Linked DNA regions of Zea mays: region 1 is linked to region 2. A link is a contact called in public Hi-C data. All regions are on one chromosome and are shown on one strand. Each heading gives the region's core, a stretch centred on a gene start, on an enhancer-like site or on the middle of the called end of the contact. The rest is flanking DNA. Distances are from core to core; before and after follow the strand shown.

The links. Hi-C and Micro-C count contacts between places; a contact is called where the count stands out from the background.
Region 1: a contact with region 2 is called in a Hi-C map of ear, with 4 times the contacts expected there. The contact joins the promoter of LOC103641321 here to the promoter of LOC541644 in region 2. A contact is called at or near these places in 8 of 25 Hi-C or Micro-C datasets (bundle sheath, ear, endosperm and 4 more).

The regions. Positions count from the first base shown.
Region 1 is chr1:186,145,685-186,148,985 of Zm-B73-REFERENCE-NAM-5.0, reverse strand. It overlaps LOC103641321 (LETM1-like protein), which reads right to left and starts at 1,437. Exons shown (of 14, transcript XM_035964184.1): 1 at 1,102-1,437; 2 at 1-182. The coding sequence starts at 1,175.
Region 2 is chr1:185,951,311-185,954,465 of Zm-B73-REFERENCE-NAM-5.0, reverse strand. It overlaps LOC541644 (plastidic general dicarboxylate transporter), which reads left to right and starts at 1,353. Exons shown (of 4, transcript NM_001111399.2): 1 at 1,353-2,248. The coding sequence starts at 1,472.

The DNA.
Region 1 (3,301 bases), core at 188-2,687, 190 kb before region 2:
GTCTCCGAAACTCCAACCATCTACCACTGTGGATGGTCCTGTCACACTCCGACAGTGAGTTCCTCAAGTAGCACTTCCTCTTTGAAATGCGGGAGTGGAATTTGTGAGTCTTTACATCAACAATGCTTCTGCATATGAATCTGAAACCATATACTTTCTCCAGAGTATGAACATTCGAAGTGCTGCAAACATAAACCACTTGAACCAACATTACAAATCTGAAAAAAATCACTAGAATTTAGCTGTACCACGATCAGAAACTCTTAAGATCTATATTTTCTATATATCTTATAATCCTAAATGAAACTATAATTCCATGTCCACATGCAAGTCATCCACATCAACAACCCACTAGAGCATGCAATTATGGCGCTATCACTTCATGCAAGCTACATCATCCACTAACATACATTTATTTGTTCATATCAGCAATACCATAATATCCACTAAAATTCATTAGCGATTTCCCAGCAATGCTCGGGCTATCTTCTAGTATAGTCAATTGATAATCGCAGGACTCGCATGGACTAGCCCAATAAATCAATGTCATAGGCAAGCTACTATTCAGACAGGGACAGCCCTAAGTGAGAACAAATCTGGTAGGATATGTATGAAGTGACGCCACTCGAAGATTAAAACTTCAATGAATCAGACAGAAACCTAAGAGAGTATGTGAAGTTCGTTTCAGACAAGGGCTCTGTTTGGCACAGGTTCTACACAGGTTTAAATAGAAGCTGTGCCAAACATGAAGTAGCTTATCAGTTCAGCTCAGCTGCTTCTCACAATGAACTAAAAACGGCCAATAAGTAGAAGCTGTTTTTTATCGGCTTATGGGCTTATCGGATAAGCCGCTTTTCCAACAACCCAAACAGGGTAATAGACTCCCCGTTTGGAAGCTCTGGTATCTGAGACCACCGAAATGCTAGATTCACACGGTTCTCCAGCTGCGCAGCGCCGATGCACGCGCGCAATTCCACGATCAATTGAACCAACCCCACGATTACAACCAAAACATCCGTCCAATCCATCCGCTCACGAGCGAACGGTCAAACGCCGAATCGTGGCACCGCACAAGAAGCGTAAGCGGGAAAGCAAACGAACCTGGCCGCGCACCTGGGATCTCCGCCGGCGCTGAGGGGAAGGTGGCACGGCTGCGACGCCACGGCGGTCGCCATCAGTGAGGCGCGACAACTGCTGCTCCTGCGCGCTTGTCGCCGGCGGCTGCGCGGGGCCCGGAGAGGGATATGGTTTATATGGGGACGAGGAGGTGAGCTAGCGGAGTGCGACGACGAAGGGGAAGAGCGGCCAGGAGAATGGGTGGACGGGGGAAGAGGAGGCGAGGAGCCCCCCCGGAAACGGTAGGCGCTGGACGCGGCCACCGGGTGCCTTTGCCGGGACGCTTCGCTGCTTCACGTTCACGGTCGGGGCGACCAACTAACAAACCAGACCATGTAAATAGGCGCAAAACACTATTTTGTAACTATTTATAAAGTAAAATTCGGTATAGACAACACTATTTATAAAAGTATAGTTTAGAATAGAAAGTGAAATAGGTAATCTGTTAAAGATAGATAACTTAAGGGTCTGTTTGTTTACCCCATGGATTATATAATCTGGATTATTTTTGGAGGATTATATAATCTGGATTATATAATCTGAGTAGTTCTGTTTGTTTACCCAGATTATTTGAGTTGTTAATAGGATTCTTTTGTATGAGGAAGACAAGAATGCCCTCTATATTTGTACTAGGTTGAAACTCATATATGAAAAAAAATAATTCAATTGACATTGGCAAATATTGCATTAGCAATATTATCACGGAAGACATTCATGTCACCTTCTTCATCTCCAAATTGACTAGTACTAGGCGCAAAAACGATTCGGTGGATTATAATGGCAATGGTGGGTAATTTCTAGGAAACTTGAAAGGGTAGTGGGGAAGCGGGAAAAAAATAATCTGAAATAAGCACCTCCTCACTTGCTTATGGATTATCATAATCAAAGGGGTTAGATTATATAATCTGGGCAAATAAGCTGGACTGTTTGTTTGCCTCTTAGGATTATTTAATCCAGATTATATAATCTAGGGGTAAACAAACAGGCCCTAAGACCTTGTTTGTTTATCTAAGATTATACTCAGAATCAATCTAGCTGATCAAATCTTATATATTAGTGAAATAATCTTACTAGGAATCGTTCCGACCACCCAATCCAGAAAAAACAAAGCCTCACTAGGCAATACCGCTGCTTGGCCTTGATATCCTTCTTTCTCACTTATTACCTATGTTATTGTCTATAGAATGCAAGTGTGGTCTTATAATCGCTTTCTCTTTCTTTTTTCTGAACAATATGTAAGTGTTTTTTGTACATCATCGTCAGTTGCCACAAATGCTTCGTTATACATACGCAAAATAAATAAGTTGTAAGGTGTCTAATTCTTTTTTTTGAAACATAGTCGGGGCGACACCCACCTATCATTGATAGATTGGAACACGTGCTAAGCGTGATATAGGACGAATGTTGACTATAGGACAAAATCTAGATAGAACTAGATAAACTCCTTATCTACTTACCTTACTCTAAATCACTCTATATTTTTCTTGATCATGTCTCACCTTTTGTTGTTCTACTCTGATTACTCTTATTTTTTCTACTAGGTGAGTGCACGTGCGTTGCGACGGCGTACAAATTATTCAATAAATGTTAGTGCACAACAATTGAACTGCATGTTAATTACATGGAAATATATAAAAAAAATTTACAAAAGTATTGATGATGGAAATAGTGAAAACTGGACGATGGTAGAAACAGTGGAACATGTGCTAACTCTTAAACTCGGTTTTATAATGTATGTTGATTTGGGTACGTGATATTGAGAAGTTTAAATTTGGCTATAACATATGAACAATAACCAAGACTAACCAAATAAAAGTAAAATGAATATGTCCATCATAAAAAATATACTCCCTCATACATTATTTGCATAGTGTTCATCAACATATAATGCTAGTTAGCTAGTAGTAGCCACACTGCTAGAGTTGCCCCATGAAGCGTATTCACATCCAAAACGACATACATTCATAAACAAATGGAGTATGTAATTGTACATGGGAATTTGATAGATAAGATTAAGTGAAGCAAGTTTGGATAAGTACAACTTATTTAAAAACTCATATAAAGAATCAAATGTACTTGAGATACAATAGCTCAAAAGTTCTAACATAATATGATAATGGTCAGCACAATTTGCCCTCACGTCACTTTACCTTTTCTATCGCTGGGATTGCTTTCTCCAAAATTT
Region 2 (3,155 bases), core at 104-2,603:
AGTGGACAAAAATAATTATGTAAATATTGAACTTATCAAGATGTAAAGCGAGTGTGTGATATTCAGTGATCGAGCATTCTCTGGTGAGTTAATTGCTAGAGGTAGGTAGGAGTTACATTTTAACGAAAATGTGGATGATATCTTAGTTGATAGGGCTGCTTCACTTGGGTTTGAAATATCAATTGTAAGGCACATGCCCTCAATTTTGTGTTGCGGTTTCTCTCCTCACCAGAAATACATTACTTCCCTACAACAATTAGATTTGGGATCTGCATCACGGAAGTTAGATTTTTATTTGTATGAGTTATTCAATTTTAATTATTTAAGTGATGCAATTTTTATTTGTTTTATGAATTGTGTAATTTTTAAGTAATTCAATTTTTATTTTTCTCATATAGCATGAATTATTTATTTTCAAGTATCGTATTTTTAAATCTTTTTATGAACTATGTAATTTTTATTTGCTTATTTATATATTCAACAATGTTTCATTTGCAATATAAATCTGTAAAAAAGCGATGTGATGTTGAGGTGAGCTTACGATGTTCGATAGTGCGATCGGTAATGTGATTGATGGTTGGAGTGGGTGTTAAGGGCCATTGCCTATAGGATGTTTGGTATAGCTTTTCTCCACTCTATAGCAGTTCTGCTTCAAAACTTTAGATGTAGTAGCTCTAAATGAATGTAATGAAGATCAATCTGACCTTGCTTTATACATAATAACTTGAACTTGCTTTATATATAATAAGATTATGCACATGAAGAATTTAGAATGTACCCGCCATTGGTATTGGCTATGAGAAAACAATATATGTCGTTTTTAAGAATTTTATAGCAGTAAAGGAGCTACTCCAAATCATTGTTACTTTTATCTCTCAAAACTTTATGGTGTTTGTAATGTTGGAGTTAGATTGTTTAGCTGACTGTGGTTAGATTTTTTCTCTTAATTTTTGCTCCAAACACAACTATTTTACCACGTCTATTAAATTTTCTAGAGCTAGCGAGAGAATACCCGAAACAAGGCGTGAGGAACAGAGGAGTACCCGAACGGGTAGAGACGGTGACCACGAGACATATGACGTGGGCACTGATGCACGTCATGTCATAGGCAATACCGTAGATTCCGCCCATATCAACATCTGAACCATACAGCCACACCTGACGATCCCAATCTTCCTTCTCACTGCCGATGGGGTCCACCCCGCCGATTCCTGAAACAAAACTGGTTGCGATGATCTGTCATCAAACCGAAGGAGATCCGCACATACGTACAATTGTACAGTACAGTAGAGAAACTGGTCCCACTAGTACACTACCCCTGCTGTCAAGAGCAGCCTGACAGTGACAGATCACGCCTCTCCAGCTCCCCGTTTTATAAAAACAAAACAAACAAAAACAAATCTTACCTGTCGTTGCTCTCCGCCGCCACCAGTGCCCGTAGCGCTCGCCGCCGCCGCCGCCGCCGCCACCAATGGAGAGCCTCCGGCTCGCCGTCACCCACCGACCGGCTCTCCCTCTCCCGACCTCCCATAGCCACCTCCGCCGCCGCCATCTGCACCTCCACCTCCACTCTTACCCCAATCCCCTCTCCCTCTCACCCCCCATCGCCTCCCACCTCTCACCTATCCCTCGCCGCCACCTGCCCCCGCTCCTCGCCTCCGCATCGGCCTCTCAAGCGAGCTCTAAGCCGGCGGCGTCGGCGGCATCTGGCGGTGCTAAACCGCTGCCCCTCTTTCTCTCGCTTGCCGCCGGCCTCGCCGTCCGCTTCCTCGTGCCGCGGCCGGCCGAGGTAACCCCAGAGGCCTGGCAGCTCCTCTCCATCTTCCTCTCCACCATCGCGGGGCTCGTCCTCGGCCCGCTCCCCGTCGGTGCGTGGGCGTTCCTTGGCCTCACAGCCACCGTCGCCACCCGCACGCTCCCCTTCACCGCCGCGTTCGGGGCGTTCACTAACGAAGTCATCTGGCTCATCGTCATATCCTTCTTCTTCGCGCGCGGCTTTGTCAAAACCGGACTCGGCGACCGCGTCGCCACGTACTTCGTCAAATGGCTGGGGCGCAGCACTTTGGGCCTATCCTATGGGCTTGCCATCAGCGAGGCTCTCATCTCCCCTGCCATGCCCAGCACCACGGCCAGGGCTGGAGGTGTTTTCCTTCCCATCGTCAAGTCGCTATCGCTCTCGTCCGGAAGCAAGCCCAACGATCCATCGGCGAAGAAACTCGGCTCTTATCTTGTGCAATCGCAGTTACAGGTAACAACGGCGCGCTTGAATGCTTGATCATGCAGTGCAGATGCATGCTGGTTTTACATTAAGATGTTACCAGTCTAATAAATCCCGCTGTTATATCAGATATTCGTTTTGGCTCTGAGCCTTTTAAATTTTGTTCCAGATAGATGAATCGGTGCATGTGCCTGCCTAGTGCTTATATCTCTAGAAGCAGAAGCATGCTGCATGCATTTTTTTTTTCTTTCGGAAATCTGATAGTGATAGCTGCATCCGTTACTGTTACACTGTTACTGTTGTTGGGGGTGAACTTCTTACATAGATTATAAGTGGGATGTGTGCCGAGTAGGAGAAAGGGGGGAGAGAAGAGAAACGGGCCCTAAGTTTACCGTCAGCTTATGCACAAGAAAAGAAAATACGTGAGACAAACAAGTGGGCCTTAGAGTAGCTAACTACTAAATAGAACGAGTTGTATTATTAGCCTTGCTTAAAACTATTGTACTCTGTAATTGTTAATATGATAGGGCCTACTAATGGAAACTGCGTCTTAAGATTATTTAGTGTCTCATAGAAATCCACACTGATGCTAATCACCACTGAATTGAAAAACCGTGTTCACTCTTGAGTGCAGTTTGAGTCATTTGATTGCATAACAGTGATTTGAAGGACTGAACAAATTGATCCTTAAAAATATTTGTTATGGTTGTTTGCCTTGTTGGTCACTTGACTCAATGCAAAGAAAGCCGTGAAACAAACATGGCATTTCTATGAATCGTAGTGCATCGTATACTAATCATTTTGCTAGTCTAGCGTTCAGCTGGCTATTTTCTGGATACAGTGATACACAGATATAGAATTATAGATACATGTGTATTCATTTTATTGCTAAAGAATCTGGTAGATTCTTGTGCATACGGCCTTAGTCTGCTACTGC